Linked DNA regions of Sus scrofa: region 2 is linked to region 1. Evidence: chromatin contacts called from public Hi-C data. All regions are on one chromosome and are shown on one strand. The core of a region is the stretch at or near the end of the contact, and the rest is flanking DNA. Distances in the headings are between cores, read along the strand shown. Region 1 overlaps TXNDC16 (thioredoxin domain-containing protein 16). Region 2 holds the start of GPR137C (integral membrane protein GPR137C).

Evidence for each region. A called contact is a pair of places that touch in the nucleus more often than the background predicts.
Region 2: a contact with region 1 is called in a Hi-C map of liver, with 2.4 times the contacts expected there. The contact joins two enhancer-like sites. A contact is called at or near these places in 1 of 5 promoter capture datasets (fetal liver) and 2 of 47 Hi-C or Micro-C datasets (liver and skeletal muscle).

What each region holds. Positions count from the first base shown.
Region 1 is chr1:182,107,881-182,115,834 of Sscrofa11.1, forward strand. It overlaps TXNDC16 (thioredoxin domain-containing protein 16), which reads right to left. Exons shown (of 21, transcript XM_021102004.1): 19 at 5,876-6,036; 20 at 3,260-3,450. Among named protein-coding and RNA genes, the nearest start is that of TXNDC16, 91 kb to the right of the region's middle. Within about 2 kb of position 4,426, at least 1 of the 83 cell types and tissues checked has an H3K27ac peak or open chromatin away from gene starts, as enhancers often do. A contact at or near this core is called in liver, where this site is marked.
Region 2 is chr1:182,203,012-182,210,965 of Sscrofa11.1, forward strand. GPR137C (integral membrane protein GPR137C) reads left to right here and starts at 174. Exons shown (of 7, transcript XM_005659957.3): 1 at 174-922. The coding sequence starts at 497. It overlaps TXNDC16 (thioredoxin domain-containing protein 16), which reads right to left and starts at 37. Exons shown (of 21, transcript XM_021102004.1): 1 at 1-37. Within about 2 kb of position 4,425, at least 1 of the 83 cell types and tissues checked has an H3K27ac peak or open chromatin away from gene starts, as enhancers often do. A contact at or near this core is called in liver, where this site is marked.

The sequences.
Region 1 (7,954 bases), core at 3,176-5,675:
AAACTGGACATCCTAACCTGCTAATTATTTGTTGAGGGAACTCTACAAAGATCTTAATGTTTTCAATTGCAAATAAAACTGTATTCTCATCACATATGGGCAATAAAGACATTATTATCAAATCAATAATGATTCTAATAATAATGGCTAACATTTATTGTGGCTTTACTATGTATCAGGCATGACTTAACTGAATTCTTAAAACCCCATGACGTGTAAATACAGTTATTATCCCAATTTTATAGATGAGAAGATCAAGGCCTAGAAATATCAGAGGGCTTCACCAAGGTGTAAATCTCAAACAGGAATAGCCAGTGGTCACAATTTCATAGAAATTAAGATGTTCAGCAAGTAAGGTGAGGCAGACACCTGTGGTACCACATTACAGATGCAGGCTATTCCAAGTGTAGCTGCAACATCCCTATCTCAGATCTGTCTCCCAAAATGTGGTGAGAGCAGGTTCTGCCAGCCCAGAAGACAGGACCTGATACAGAAAAGCCTTGCTTGGTTTGCCTCTTCCCTGCTGCAAAGCCTGCAGGAATAACTTAAGAACAGTAGCAGTGATAACAAAGAAATAATGGAAACCAAAGTATTAACATAATTGCCTGAGAAAATACACCAGTCTCTCAGGAAACTCAGAAGAGTAATTCTGATACATTCCTCTTGGTAATGGTTTGAGTTGAGGCATCAAAGCCCCCAAGGATGCTCCCTGTAAGAAAGGATCTTTACCTGGATAATAATAATATTTTAGGTTTTATACTTTAAAATGTATGCTTTTGCATCCTTCATTTTATTTTATTTTTAAAATAGCTGTGATACACTCAGAGTAGGAACTATTAAGCTCCTTTAAAGTTGTAAAGGAGGAAGAAGAACTTCCCTGAAACCACACAGTTAGTAATCAAGGTTTCGTTGTCTTTGAATATCACACCACTTTTTTTTTTAAGCAATTCAATTGGAGAGGTATGCTGGCTCGACGTATACAGATTATATATAGAGACATATATAGATATATGTCTAGATATATGTCTATATGTGTGTGTATAATTATATAGACATATATAATTATATAAAGACATATATAATTATATAAAGACATATAATTCTATCTGACCTGGAGTCCACAAGGCCTCTGTGTCACAGCAGCTGCAAAATGACAACATTCAGCTGCTTCTATAAAATAGCAATGCAGACAAAGAAAGCAGACTGTCTGAAGAGTTCAAGAGCTACAGTGGAAAGGACCTCTATGCTGTGTGCCTAGAATGAAGAAGCCAGAGACAAATGACAGCAACTACAGAAAGGCTTCTTTCAGACTAAGACAGACAAAATAGCCAATTTAATTAAATTTTTACATTTCCTAGGAAAATATTAAAACTAATAAATTATCTCTGATAATTAAGACTTAAAAATACCATCTAAAAGGACCCAAAATAAGAGTTCCAGTTGTGGCTCTGCAGGTTAAGGACCTGACCTTCTCTCTGAGGATGCAAGTTTGATCTCTGGCTTTGCTCAGCAGATTAAGAACCTGGCACTGCCGTAAGCTGTGACATAGGCTACAATTGTGGCTTGGATCCACTGTTGCCATGACAGTGGTGTAGGCCACAGCTGCAACTCTGATTCAAGCCCTAGCCAGGGAACTTTGCTATGCCACAGGTGCGGCCATAAAAAAATAAATAAAAATAAATAAAAGGACTCAGAACAGCCAAAATAATCCTGGACATGAAGAACAAAGTTGGAGAAATCAAATTTCCCAATTTAAAACCTATTACAAAGCTGCTGCATTCAAGTCAGTGGGGTAACTGCTGTATTTGATAGACAAACATGTACATGAATGGTCACAGCAACATTACTCATGCTAGCCAAAAAGTGGAGACAACACAAATGTCCATCAACTGGCCAATGAACAAACAAAATGGGGCAAATCCATCCAATGGAGAATTTATTCATCCATAAAAAGGAATGAACTACTGATTGATGCTGTAACAATGAGTGAAAGAAGTCAGGCACAAAAGGCCACATGTTGTATGATTCCATTTATATGAAATGTCCAGATTAAGCAAATCCATAAAGACAGAGGTAAATTAGTGGTTGTGAAGGAATGAAGAGAGAGGGGAATGGGGAATGACTGCCAGTGGGTCATCTGGGGATGATGAAAATGTTCTAAAATTCAGCAGTAGGAAGAATGGCTCCACAGCTTTGTGAATTTACCAAAAAATACTGAATCATACACATTAAAAGGGTGTCTTTTATAGTATATGAATGATATTTCAGTACACAAATACCATCTATAGACTATTTAAACATAATAATTTAGCTAAAACTGCCTAACTTAACAGAAATGAAGTAGAAAGACCTTCTGGGAAGATCAGGTGTACAGTAATGATTGGCACTGAGGACAAATTCAAGAATTTGATCAAATACACACAAATATACATAATGATGGATTCATACAATGCATGCTGGCTGAAAGTATAACACTGATGTGGAGTTTATACACTGTTTATACACCAGTGGAGTTGATACATACATATTCACACATACAACACACATTTCAGAACTCTGTCATGAACAATGTCAAATGTAATTAGAATACAGTTCATCTGGTTTCCAATAAAAAAATCCTTAGAAGTACCTTAAGAAACTTTTCATTACATCAAATTTCACACCATTTCCTCAACAGACTAATGACCTAGGTTATTATACCTTAACTTATTTAAGTTATAGCAACAGGCTTGTTGTCATAATTAGATACAAATTAACATACACATCTATACAATAAGTATAAATGCACAGAAGCTTTAGAAAAATAAGGACTATGGCAGGTCATAAGCCAGCATCATAAATTCCAGGCCAAGATCTATTGTGGTTCCAAAGTCTGGCTCTGGAGTACAGTAGGGCCATGCAGAAATCCAAGTTTCCACATTTACTGGTTAATTATATGACTTTGAACTAGTTACTTAACCCTTCTACAGGTAATCATACTTCCTATGACTCTCGTGAGAATAAGTGAGATAATCCATGTGAATCATTCAGGAAATTATAGCTATTATTAAATTTAATACAATGAGTTATTTTCTGTGGATAACAACACCTACCATAGAGGAGACTGTCCTGTGAACAATGGATGCTATTAGTATCTGAATATTTAGAATACTTACAAATATTACAATTCAACTCCCTCTAGCATTTATTAGCTATAGTTCAAGTTTTTAAATCCTTGAAACAAAATACAGAATTATGTGCACTAAAATAGGAAACTTACTGATATGACTTTCTTGTCCTGCTTCTAATTTTTTCAGCCACAATAAAAGGTTCTCTTCAGTTATAGCCTGGTCTGAAGGAAATGCAAATACTTGGCCTCCTGAATGCAGATTCACCACAACAAGAAGAGGCAGAGGGGGTAAGACATGAAAATACGCCTGTAAGACTCCTCTTCCCACAGGAGTATTATTCCTGTAAAAAGGAATAGTTGAACATGGTAGTGAATATTTCTTTCTATAACAAAATAATGAGAACCATAGTTTATAAATCATTAACCTTTAAATACAGTATCATGCTAGTCAGTTTATGGAAAGATATCCTAAAAATCAAGAGGTTATAGTATAACTATGTTATTAGTAATCAGAGTGTTAAAAAGTTTCTTTTAACATGGAGTTCTTACTGCATTTCTCTTAGGAGAAAAAAGGCAGCCAACGAGAGTTTTTTTGTTTTTATATATGATTTTTATTTTTTCCATTATAGTTGATTTACAGTGTTTTTTTTTCCAATGAGAATTTTAATGAAGAACAGACGTAGTCCAAAGGCTCGTTGATTTTGTCTTGATAGAAAATCAAAAGGTTACTTCCAAAGTTTAGTCAAAACCTGATCACATGTCAGCTCAAAAATTAAAAAGCTACAAACTTTAAAATAACAAGATACTTATAATAAATACTCCTTTTCCAATAAAACCAAACATCTTTCCTCAGGATTAATTTCAAATTAAAACAATTTTATAAGTATGTTCATACAAGGAAACCATAAGTTTAAGACACCTAGTTTTCCTAATGTAGCACATTCCACATTATGGAAAATACTATTTAACTCTGAGATAGCAACAAGGATAACTACCTGGGAAAATTTTATCTCAAGTAGTATGTTGTACTGCTAGTGAACTCTTCATGCAAAAATGTGCACTGCCCCATTTTTGTAATTTTTCAAAAGAGTTAAAAATAACATGACTTTGAGCAATGGATAGTATGTGTGTATAAACTGTCTTTAGAGACATTAAATGTAGTAACACAAGCTGCGCATCTAGAAATTACACCAGGAAATGTTGGTAAACACACTAATAATGTTTCAGGCTGAATTTTTAAAATACAGAAACACAGAGAATGGAACTAAAGAAAAATGCCAAAATGTCACAATGTTTATTTTTCTGTATTGCCAAATTTTCCTCAATGCGCACCCATTGCTTAATAAACAAATGGGATTACATCAAACTAAAGACATTCTGTGTGGTAAAAATCAACAAAATGAAAAGGCAAACTTCAGAATGGGAGAAAAATATTTGCAAATCATTTATCTGATAGGGGGTTAATATCCAAAATAACTAAAGAACTCAATCACAAAATAACAAACAATTTAAAGATGGACAGATCTGAACAAACATTTTTGCAAGGAAAACATAAAATGACCAAAAGATACATGAAAATATGTTTAACATCACTAATCATCATGGAGATGCAAATCAAAACCATAATGAGATGTCACCTCACACCTATCAGAATGGCTATTATCAAAAAGACCACAAGTAACAAGCCCTGGCAAAGATGTGGAGAAAAGGAAACCTTTACACACTGCTGGTAGGAATATAAATCAGGGCAGCCACTATAGAAAACAGTATGGGAGTTACTCAAAAAAATGAAAGAGAGAACTACCAAGAATCCCACTTTTAGGTATGTATCCAAAAAAAAAAAAAAAAATGAAAGAGAGAACTACCAAGAATCCCACTTTTAGGTATGTATCCAAAGAAAATGAAAACAAAATATTAAAGCAATATCTTCATGTTCACTGCAGCATTATTCATAATAGCCTAGATATGGAAATAATTTAGGAGTCAATAGATAAATGGATTAAAAACACATGGTATACCTATGCAATGGAATATTGTTTAGCCATGAAAAAGGAAATCCTACCATTTGCTACAATACGGAGGAAACTTGAGAGTGTTACACCAAGTGAAATAAGCCAGACAAATACTACATAGTAGTATTATATGTGTGGAATCTTTATTTAAAAAGTCAACTCATAAAAATGGAGTGGAAAAGTTGCCAGGGACTACAGGGTGAGGGGAAAAAAAAAAAACCTAATAAAATAAAACAGACTTCTCAGCTGCAAAATTAATATAAGATTTAATGTGTAACATGGTGACTATAGTTGATAATACTGTACTATATCACTGAAATTTGCTGAGTGAGTAGAATTTAAATGTTCTCACCCCCAAATTTATATATATATAATAAATATGTGAGGTGACAGATATATTAATGGCATGGATAATTTTTCCATGTACAGTTATTATAAATTTATAATATACATTTATCAAATCATCACAATGTGTATTTTAAATATCTTACAATATTATTTGTCAATTATACTTTAATAAAGCTGAAAAAAACAGTATCATGTAGCAAAAAAAAATATTTATTATAAAACAAAATTCAATCTAAGACATGGTCATCTTAGACCATCTGAAGGAGTTTAGTAACTAAAATATCATGGTGACATATACATTGGTTCCATAATATTAACTGCAAAGGTAAAGTTATAGAGCTTCATTTTCTAATGAAAATTCCATAATAATTATACTTTACATTTTACGTATTAAAAATATACTTACAGATTCAACCAGCAAGGGGTAAGTGAATCCAAGTGTTTTTCTTTTACCAGCATCAATATTACTTTTTTATGCTGAGGATCTATGCTGCCATCACTGAATAAGATGAGTAATGGTTTCTGAAGTCTTAAATAAGTAGGAAGATTTTCCACAGTGATTTCTGGCTGTTTGAAAACAAAACAAAACAAAAAAAACCCACGCAGATAGGGAATTATAATGCATAAAATAGAAAATGTTCAAATCACTTTTGTAATTTTAGTTTATAAAATGTACTTCAAACATTTTCATTTAAGTGGAGATTTTGCTATATTGATTAAAAACAAAGAATATCAAGAGTTTTTTCTTAAATTTAAGCCCCCTTTGCCTTAATGAGTTCATTATCTTCAAATTGAAACTATTAAAAGAATTTGAAAATAAATTAAAGGAGCTCCCTATTTTATAATGATATAGGACTTCTAATAATTTCTTATGCTAAAATCTGGACCAGAGTAGCCAACATATACATGACAAAAACTCTTGTTATATTTTCCCTCTAATATAAAATTTTTGAAAAAAAATAAATGCTGAGCTTTAAAGACACACTCATTTAGTGTCCCCTTGCAGCTCATCAGGTTAAGGATCCAGCATTGCCACTGCTGTGGCTCTGGTTATTGCAGTGGCGTAGGTTCGATCCCTGACCTGGGAACTTATGCATGCCACAGGGGTGGCCAAAAAAAAAGGATAATAATCTTTTAACATCTATGATTACTTAAAAATTAATAAAATCTTACTTTGTTTCAAAATTAAGAATTTTTAGCATAATTAAAAATAACCAAATAATATGCTAACAAATTTTATGTCTCATATCTTTTGGGTTTTAAAAAAAATTACTAAGTAGTAAGAAATCTTGCCCTTTTACTCTTTTTACTAATAAAAAGAGGAGTTCCCACTGCAGCGCAGCAGAAATGAATCTGATTAGGAACCATGAGGTTATGGGTTCGATCCCTGGCCTCACTCAGTGGGTTAAGGATCCAGCGTTGCTGTGAGCTGTGGTGTAGGTCGCAGACGCAGCTTGGATCTGGCATTGCTGTGGCTCTGGCGTAGGCCAGCAGCTGTAGCTCCAATTTAGACCCCTAGCCTAGGAACCTCCATATGTCATGGGTATGGCCCTAAAAAGACAAAAAGATGAATAATAATAATAATAAGAGAGCAACCATTTTTTTATGTATTTGTAGAAGATGAGTTTGTCTAGGCTATTATTAACAAGAATTGAAAAGAGTAACAAAGTTAACATTTAAGATTAAAAATAGCAGTGATTTAGAATATTAAAGGCTTTTACCATTTTCCATTTTTAGTTCTACATCTATTACCTTATCTTCTGAATGTACCTGTGAGCTAGATTAAATCACCCTGTGTCAGAAAATTAATCCCCAGCTGACAGAGAAGGAAGCCAACGAAGAGAAGCTGATTTGCTCAAGTCACACACCTAAGCAGAAGGAAGAGTTGAATGAAACTAGCACCCAGGTATCCTGTTCACCAGCTTCCCATTTCACTGTCATATTAGAAATCCAAATGAACATTTTTTTCTAATGGTGTCAACCACCTCTGATTGATTCTCAAACACCAAGCTCTGGCATATACTTTCCCCTACTTAGTTCTGAAAGCCACTTTCCTCTGCCAATTCTCATTTTTCTTTAAGTTCTTTCTCTTTCACACCCAAAGTTCTCTTCTCACACCTCCCTCTTTCATGATTTAAATATTAGTTACCTTCTCCAAATTCTCCTTTTTGTGTTGTCATCTTTTATCTTCTACAAGAGCTATGTCCCCCTTTCTAAAGTTGACAGATCTTATCAAGCCAACAGATCTCACTCTGAACAAATACGATGGATCTGGTACAAGGGAGCCACCACTGCTCAATTCAAAGATGTATTGAGAACTTCAAGATCTTATGCTGGGTACTGAATCCAAAAGAAGGAAGATGCTTACCTTGCCCTCAAAGAGTTCCTAGTTTAGAGGAGGAGACAGGTATACAAACTTTTGTGCTCCAAGAAAAATTAATGTTTGACAATAAGGAAACGTATTGGTCCTAAATGAAGCTAAAAA
Region 2 (7,954 bases), core at 3,175-5,674, 95 kb after region 1:
CGGGCAGCGCAGTTGCTGGGCCAATCGACAGTGTGGGTGGGAAGTGAAGAGGAGGGAGAAAGCGGAGAAAGGAAGCGTCCAATCAGATCGTGAGACCCTGGAGCGACGGGTCCTGCCGCCTGTAGTCTTCCGAGTGCGGCGCGCAGGGGGCGTGCCCACCTGGGCCAATCCGCGCGAGCCCACGGTGCGGAGCGAGCGCCTCAAATGCTCGGGTTTCTCAGCTGATTGTCTCCAGCCGAGAGTTGTTTTTTGCAGCTACCGAGCGGAGCCGCTGCAGGAGGAGCAGAGACCCCCGGGGGGGTGGGGCGGGGAGAGGAGGCGGGGTCCGGGGAGCCGCGGCTGCTCTCCGCGGGGCTCCAGGTCCTGTCACGGCGCTTCCTGGGGTTGGAGGTTGGGGTGGGTGGGGGGTCAGGGAGTCATCCTTCTTCCCCTCGACGGCGGCTCCGAGTCCGGCCCCTTCCTTCCCGCGCTCCCTCGCCCGCCCCACAACCCCCTCATGAGGGTGTCCGTGCCGGGTCCGGCGGCCAGCCGCGAGCCCTCGACGCCCGGCGGGAGCGGCGGAGGCGGAGGCGCCGTCGCTGCTGCCTCAGGCGCCGCGGTGCCGGGCTCGGTACAGTTGGCGCTGAGCATCCTGCACGCCCTGCTCTACGCCGCTCTCTTCGCCTTTGCCTACCTGCAGCTGTGGCGGCTGCTCCTGTATCGCGAGCGGCGCCTGAGTTACCAGAGCCTCTGCCTCTTTCTCTGTCTCCTGTGGGCAGCGCTCAGGACCACCCTTTTCTCCGCCGCCTTCTCGCTCAGCGGCTCCCTGCCCCTGCTCCGGCCGCCCGCTCACCTGCACTTCTTCCCCCACTGGCTGCTCTACTGCTTCCCCTCCTGTCTCCAGTTCTCCACGCTCTGTCTCCTCAACCTCTACCTGGCGGAGGTAAGGCGGGAGGACCGGCACGCTGGGCCGGGCGGGAGAACGGGGCCGCAGCTTTCAACTTGGGCTAGGGACCGGTGGGGGCTGGGGTAGGGAGGTGCGGACCGAGAGTCGCCCGGGGAGACTGAGGTACGCCCGGATTGTGTGCCAGGCTTCTCGCCCTAAACTTGAGCCGCCGATCGGCTCGGCGACTGAAGGGCTTGGAGGGGGATGAGTGAGTGAGAGTGTGTTCCGACAACTTAAGAGAGCAGGACCAGCCTTTGTTCGGCGTCCTGGCCCTGTAAGGGAAGGTATCGGTGGTACCAACAAAGTGGCATCGCAAGAAGTAGCAGCCCCGGTAGCTCTGCCGAAGCTGGACTGTGTTGAGAGAGGTTGGATGCTGAGGTAGCAGCAGCTCTGCTGAAGCTGGACTGCTGCCAGCCATTACGTCACCAGGCAGAGCTGTTCCTCTGCTATTGTTGCTGCGTTTCTTTTATTAGAAGCTTATATTCCCTCCTGCCTCTCCTTTCCCGTGGCTCGATAAGCCTCACACAGATTCCTTTCGTTGGTTCCCCGGCGGGGTTAATTATCAATAACCAAAGCGGAGGGTCAGTATAAAGACCTCCGTAAAAAAATCCCAGTGTTTGCCCCAGTCGCTTCATGCTTTGGGTATTTATCTTATCTTTTTGCAGCCTGGGTTTTGTTTGTTTGTTTGTTTAAGCTAATTAAGAGATAAAATATTAGCTTAGCCTGCGCCTGTTACAGAAACAAACCACCAAACTGTTTTTGCAATAAGTTGCTTAATAGCTGGAACCTAATCACACCCCCTTTCTCTTTCTTGAGGAATTGCTGGTTGGATTGCATTGTTCTGCAGCACTTAGGTATTTGACCCATTTCAAACAGGTTTGAGAGTGTAAGGTTGTCAATCATGTGTGCCAGCTAGTGGTATTTAAGCTAAGGAATTTTGAGAATTGCAAAAAAAAAAAAAAAAAAAAAATCCCCCCTCCCCTCCCCTCTGGAAAAAAAAAAAAAAAGCTTGAGGCGGGGAGGAAACAAGATGACATCATATGCTTAATACTGACTAATATAGAACAATATTGGTCTCTGCAGCTAATCCTCTCAAAGGCTTTTGGAGGTGATGAGAATTAACATAGTTATGAACAAAAGTTAAAAAAAATTGAGGCAGATTAAGTGTTTATATTTCCTGCGTAAACCAACTCTTTTCACTCCTAATAGCTAGGAAGTAGAATGCATAATTTTAAAAGAACAGTCATAACTTCAGCTTTTAACTCTGCTAAAAACAACAATTCAGAGTATGTAACAAATTCAACTTGAATGCCCCATCATTTGGAAGTCCAAGCAATACAATGACAAAAACCAAAACAATAAGCAGAAATAAAAAGCGTAGGTAATCATAAATCAAATAAACATGCTGTTGTCATGTCACTTATTTGAAGGTGTCCTGATCTTCTAGTTGTTAAGCTGTTATAACACCTCTATCCTTTATAGCTAAACTGATACATTGCATTCTTCCTAACACAATTTCTGATAGACTACCAGTGACATCTCATCAGTAAAGCTTTCCTCTAGCTTCAGATATTATTTACCTCAGAGTGACTAGCAATCCTTACATCATGAGTATCAATCAGATAATTTGTTTCTCCCCTATACCTTTTGATTTATAAAATCTTATTAGTAATTAATTGTAAAATAGTTGGTGGATATTTCATAAAGTAGCTAAACACTCTTTTTACTTTTTTTTGGAAATAGAACATATCCCACCAGAAAATATATAAAGCTTAAGTATACAGCTAGGTGAAATTTTACATATGCATACGCTCCCAGACTAAGGTGTGCAACATTTTTAGTGCACCAGAAGGCCACCTTGTGCCCTCTCCCAGTCATACCTCTCACCCTGAGGTAAACACAAAGTGACTAAACATTATCACAATAGGAAAAAAAAAATCTATATTTTAAGTTCAAAATTCTAAAATATACCTGTACAGCATAAACTACACAATATCCGGATTGAGTTTTCAGACTTTTCGATCACTTGTTATTCTAAGCTAGCGAGGAAGAATTTAAATGTCTAAAAGTCTTCCTGTTACATGGATCTCTTGTATGTGTAATGTACTTTTTAGAAAGCAATACATTCTATTAACCTTGGAAATCTCATTTAGAAAGAAGCTTGTCTAAAGCTTTTTATCTTTTGCAGTGTCTCCTAGAAAGAGTGTAGGTTGTCTATACTTGTCTTTTTATAATAAAATTAACAGTTTTAAGATGCATAGCTATGCTTATAAATATAAACTTTCAACCCATTTAAAGATACATTTTTAACCAGAAATCATTTCTCTATTCACTAAAAAAATTAAATTTAAAAACACAAGGAAGTCTCTATTTAAAAGAGTATAACTCCTTAAGTGAGGAGTTCCCTTGTGGCACAACAGGTTAAGGATCTGACATTGCCACTGCAGTCCTTGGGCCACTGAGGTGACACAGGTTCGATCCCTGATTCCTGGCTCAGGAACTTCCACATGCCACAGCAGACATGGCCAAAAAAAAAAAAAAAAAAATCAAATTTTTTTTCTTTTTTTTTCCGCACCTGTGTCATACGGAAGTTCCTGGGGCCAGGGATCAAATCTGAACTGTAGCTGCAACCTACCCTACAGCAGTGGCAATACTAGAGCCTTAAACCTGCTGCTGCAGAGTGGGAACTCCAAAATCAAATTTTATATCAATTCCAAGTAACTGGAAGTACACTTTCTGTTTGTCATTCTGAATGAATGAAGCTTTATCAAAGAGTTCTTTGTATTATAGCAAAGTGTTAGAGAAAGTCTATATGGTGAAAAATACAAAACTTAACATTTGATTTTTTTTAAACCGAAGGCTCTTAATATCTGTTTTGAATAGTTGTGCTTCTTGATTACCAAATCGCTCTTTTTACTATCTGTCATATTAAATATCAATTTCATTTTATTTTTGACCTCTTCAAAGTATTTGTTTTATTCATTTCTCACTAATTAAAAACATTCTAACTTTCAGGACTTAGTTACAAAGAACTAGAGAGCAGTATAAAAATAAAGCTAGTAAAACAACCATTACTATTTTGAACACATTTTAGTAGTTCTTCTAAAATAAGTTTTCAAAAAGTTGTGACTGCCCAAACCATTCTTTCTTTTATTGACTGCACTTGAAATGGAATTGAGATAAGTGGAAGTAGCCCATTCTGAAATAATTAGACTTACCATACTTACCTCCTGAAAGCACACAGTTGAAAAAAAAAAAAAAAACTGTACACTAACCTAAAAATACCTGTTGTGCTTTTTCCAGCATGATGAACAGAACACGTACTTTACCAGTGAAAGGTTCACACTCCTATACTTTTACCAGAGAAGATTTCAGTCTTTAAAACAGACTATCTGATAAAATATGCTATCTACCATTGGAACATGTAAAAGGACTTAGAGTGAGAGTTGATAGTATACTATCTTTGGACTACTGTGGTGCATGCCAAAATCGATGAGTTCATCTCCAAGACCTGTATTGACATTTTTTTGCTTGTAATGTTGTAACATGAGTGCCAGTTGCTTAATCGGGGTAAAATGCAATGACTAAATCATAATGCCAGAACAGCTAGAAAAGTTAAATTCAGAATCTTAACACGTACATTCGTGGATAACTATCCTTGTCCCTGACATTAGATACAGTTTTCCAAATATTGATGGAATGTCAAGTAACTTAAACTTATAGGTATTTTGGTTTTGTTATACTGTTCTGTGATTTCTTACAAAAGTATTTTTACTGGGAGTTCCCGTCATGGCACAGTGGAAATGAATCTGACTAGGAACCATGAGGTTGTAGGTTCGATCCCTGGCCTCGCTCAGTGGGTTAAGGATCCCTCGCTGCTGTGAGCTGTGGTATAGGTCACAGACACAGCTCAGATCCTACATTGCTGTGGCTCAGGCATTGGCTGGCGGCTACAGTTCCAATTGGACTCCTAGCCTGTGAAACTCCATATGCCGTGGGTACAGCCCTAAAAAATATCCACACACAAAAAAATTAAAGAGTATTTTTACCAATAGAAACACCTTAAGGATAAGAAATTATTTTACCATATTTTAATCTTATAAAACAATGGTAAGAGTTCCTGTTGTGGCTCAGTGATAACGAACCCAGCTAGTATCCATGAGGATGCAAGGTTGATCCCTGGCTGCCCTCAGTGGGTTAAGAATCCTGCGTTGCTGTGAGCTATGATGTAGGTCACAGACACTGGCACAGATTCCATCTTGCTGTGGCAGTGGTGTAGGCCAGCAGCTGCAGCTCCAATTCAGCCCCTAGCCTGGAAACTTCCATGTGCCATGGATGGGGCCCTACAAAAAAAAAAAAAAAAAGAAAAAAAAAAGAAAAGAACAATGGTTATATACTGTTGAATGACAACCTTGAAACGGCCAAAATCTTGAAAATATTTAGCCATCTAAAATTTGAGGGTTGGACTTCCTGTCTGGTGTGGCAAAAACGAATCTGAATAGGAACCTTGAGGTTGCAGGTTTGATACCTGGCCTTGCTCAGTGGGTTAAGGATCCGGCATTGCCATGAGCTGTGGTGTAGGTCGCAGACACGGCTTGGATCTGGCATTGCAATGGCTGTGGTGTAGGCTGGCAGCTGTAGCTCCGATTAGACCCCTAGCCTGGGAACCTCCATACGCCACAGGTACAGCATTAAAAAGCAAAAAAAAATAAAATAAAATTTGAGGATTAACTTAATTCTGATGAACACATGAGGTAAATTATTTGTGTACTTTCTGGGATCTTATATTTTCTGCCTAAAAGATTGCCTGTGATATGAATGCTAAGATTCTCTTATATTTTCTTGATGTAATTAGTTAATTCTGATTACTACAGGTAAAACCCTTACTAATGAAGCCACTTTAACATATTAGAGTTTTGCTTAGCAAAACTATTTTTGTATCATGGCAAATGGCCCATGGGAATTAGGGCTTTGCTAATTTGGTTTCAACTAATTCTATTAAACAGAAAAGTCTGCAAAACAAATAAGTCTCACATCATGAGTCCGTTACTATTAACTGGAAATCGTGATTTTGTCAATGTTGGACTTTTATCCATAAATGTGATTAGAAACATTTTTTGTCCGAATCTACTAAATTGTTTTATCCATTAACATGATTCTGTTTTTCCTGAGATCATCTGTGAGGCAGGAGTTCGAGATTATTATTCTATTTCAAAAGACATGATTATAACACCTTACATTCTATGTAATTTAATATTTTTGAAACACTTCATAACTCTTCACGAACCCAATCTACCTATGAAGTAGGTAGATATGTACAGAATGTGATTTGTCCAAGGTTTTATGGCTAACATGTATCAGAAATCAGACTAACGTATAGCCCACAGGCTAAACAGCCTTGTCAGCTATGAACTTTTCTGAGCACCAGTAATATCTTTTATATTTAGTGCTTCACTGTTTAACTTGCTTTCCCATTTTCCGCCATTTTGAACCTTTTCCACTCTCCAGCATGCTGTCTTTTCCTCCTTCATACTCAGCATATTACCCTCCCCTCCTAGTTTATAAAAGTAGAAACCAGGACTATCTGGCCAACAAAGATTCAGAGGTATGCCTTAAAGTGCAGTAGAGAGCATGTAATCCCTTTCAATGAATGATTGAGCTGGTAAGCAAAGAAATTTTTCAGAAGCAAGAAACCACAAAAAAGGAAGTGAATACAAAATGATAAAGTACTATACAGTTCTTTGTCTTGGGGTTGCAGATAGTTGTTAGCTGCTTCCTGCTAGCCTAAACCCTAGATTTTAATGTGTTGGGCTCCTGAAGAGATAACATTGGAGGCAATACCTTGTGGTGAAGTCTAATCAGAGAAGTCATCCCCTCCAGCTTAATGCCAGAATTCTCAAAATGTACATCTTCATTGGGTGGGTTAGGAGAAAAATAAGCAGATCTTCAGAAGTTGATGATGTGATTTGTGCCTTTCTGCCTTGGATCTGGGTAAATGTCTTTATTGAGGATTCATAACAAGCTTATTCTCATACAAATTAGGACCCTGAAACCACATTTCTGTGATTTTGGAGGGAGAAAAACCCCTACCTGAAAAATGTAATTTAATTTTATCCTGGCTTAATAGTAACCTCAAAGGAGCAAATGTAAATAATCTGTTGAGGAGTTTACTTTAAATCCAGAACCTTGACGAATAAAATTTGAAGGAACATGAGCTCAAAATGAAGCTATCCTTCTAAGGACTCTTCCCTGCAAAGGTCAAAGACAGCATAATTTTAAAATAGTGTAAAATACTCATTCATCTGATTTAAGAAGGTAAATAATACAATATATGATAAATAATCAAAATTGACTAGGCACATTTGAAAAGCATTTTTTAAATGAAAAATACAATGGAAATTAGAAACTGAAATGAGTTCCCGTCGTGGCGCAGTGGTTAACGAATCCGACTAGGAACCACGAGGTTGCGGGTTCGATCCCTGGCCTTGCTCAGTGGGTTAATGATCCGGCATTGCCATGAGCTGTGGTATAGGTCGCAGACGTGGCTCGGATCCTGCGTTGCTGTGGCTCTGGCATAGGCTGGCAGCTGTAGCTCCAATTAGACTCCTAGCCTGGGAACCTCCATATGCTGCTGAAGCGGCCCAAGAAATGGCAAAAAGACAAAAAAAAAAAAAAAAAAGAAAAAGAAAAAAAAAAAGAAACTGAAATGAACTCAACATTAAATGGTTAAAAAGGAATCAGTAAGCTAGAAGTTCTGAGGGGAAAAATCACCCAGAATATACCCCAGAGAAATAAAAGATAGAAAATATGATCAAAAGATTGAGAGACAATGAAGATAAAATGAGCAGGTCCAATGTATATCTAATTGGAATTTCAGAGAAATTATGCAGAAGACCTAAAGTTATCCCAAATTTATGAAATATACCAAGTTTCAGATTCAAAGCACCCAAAAAATCCAAAGCAGGTTAAAGGAAAATGAACACAAACTAGAACCTCAAAGTACCAAAGACGAAATATCTTTTAAACAAC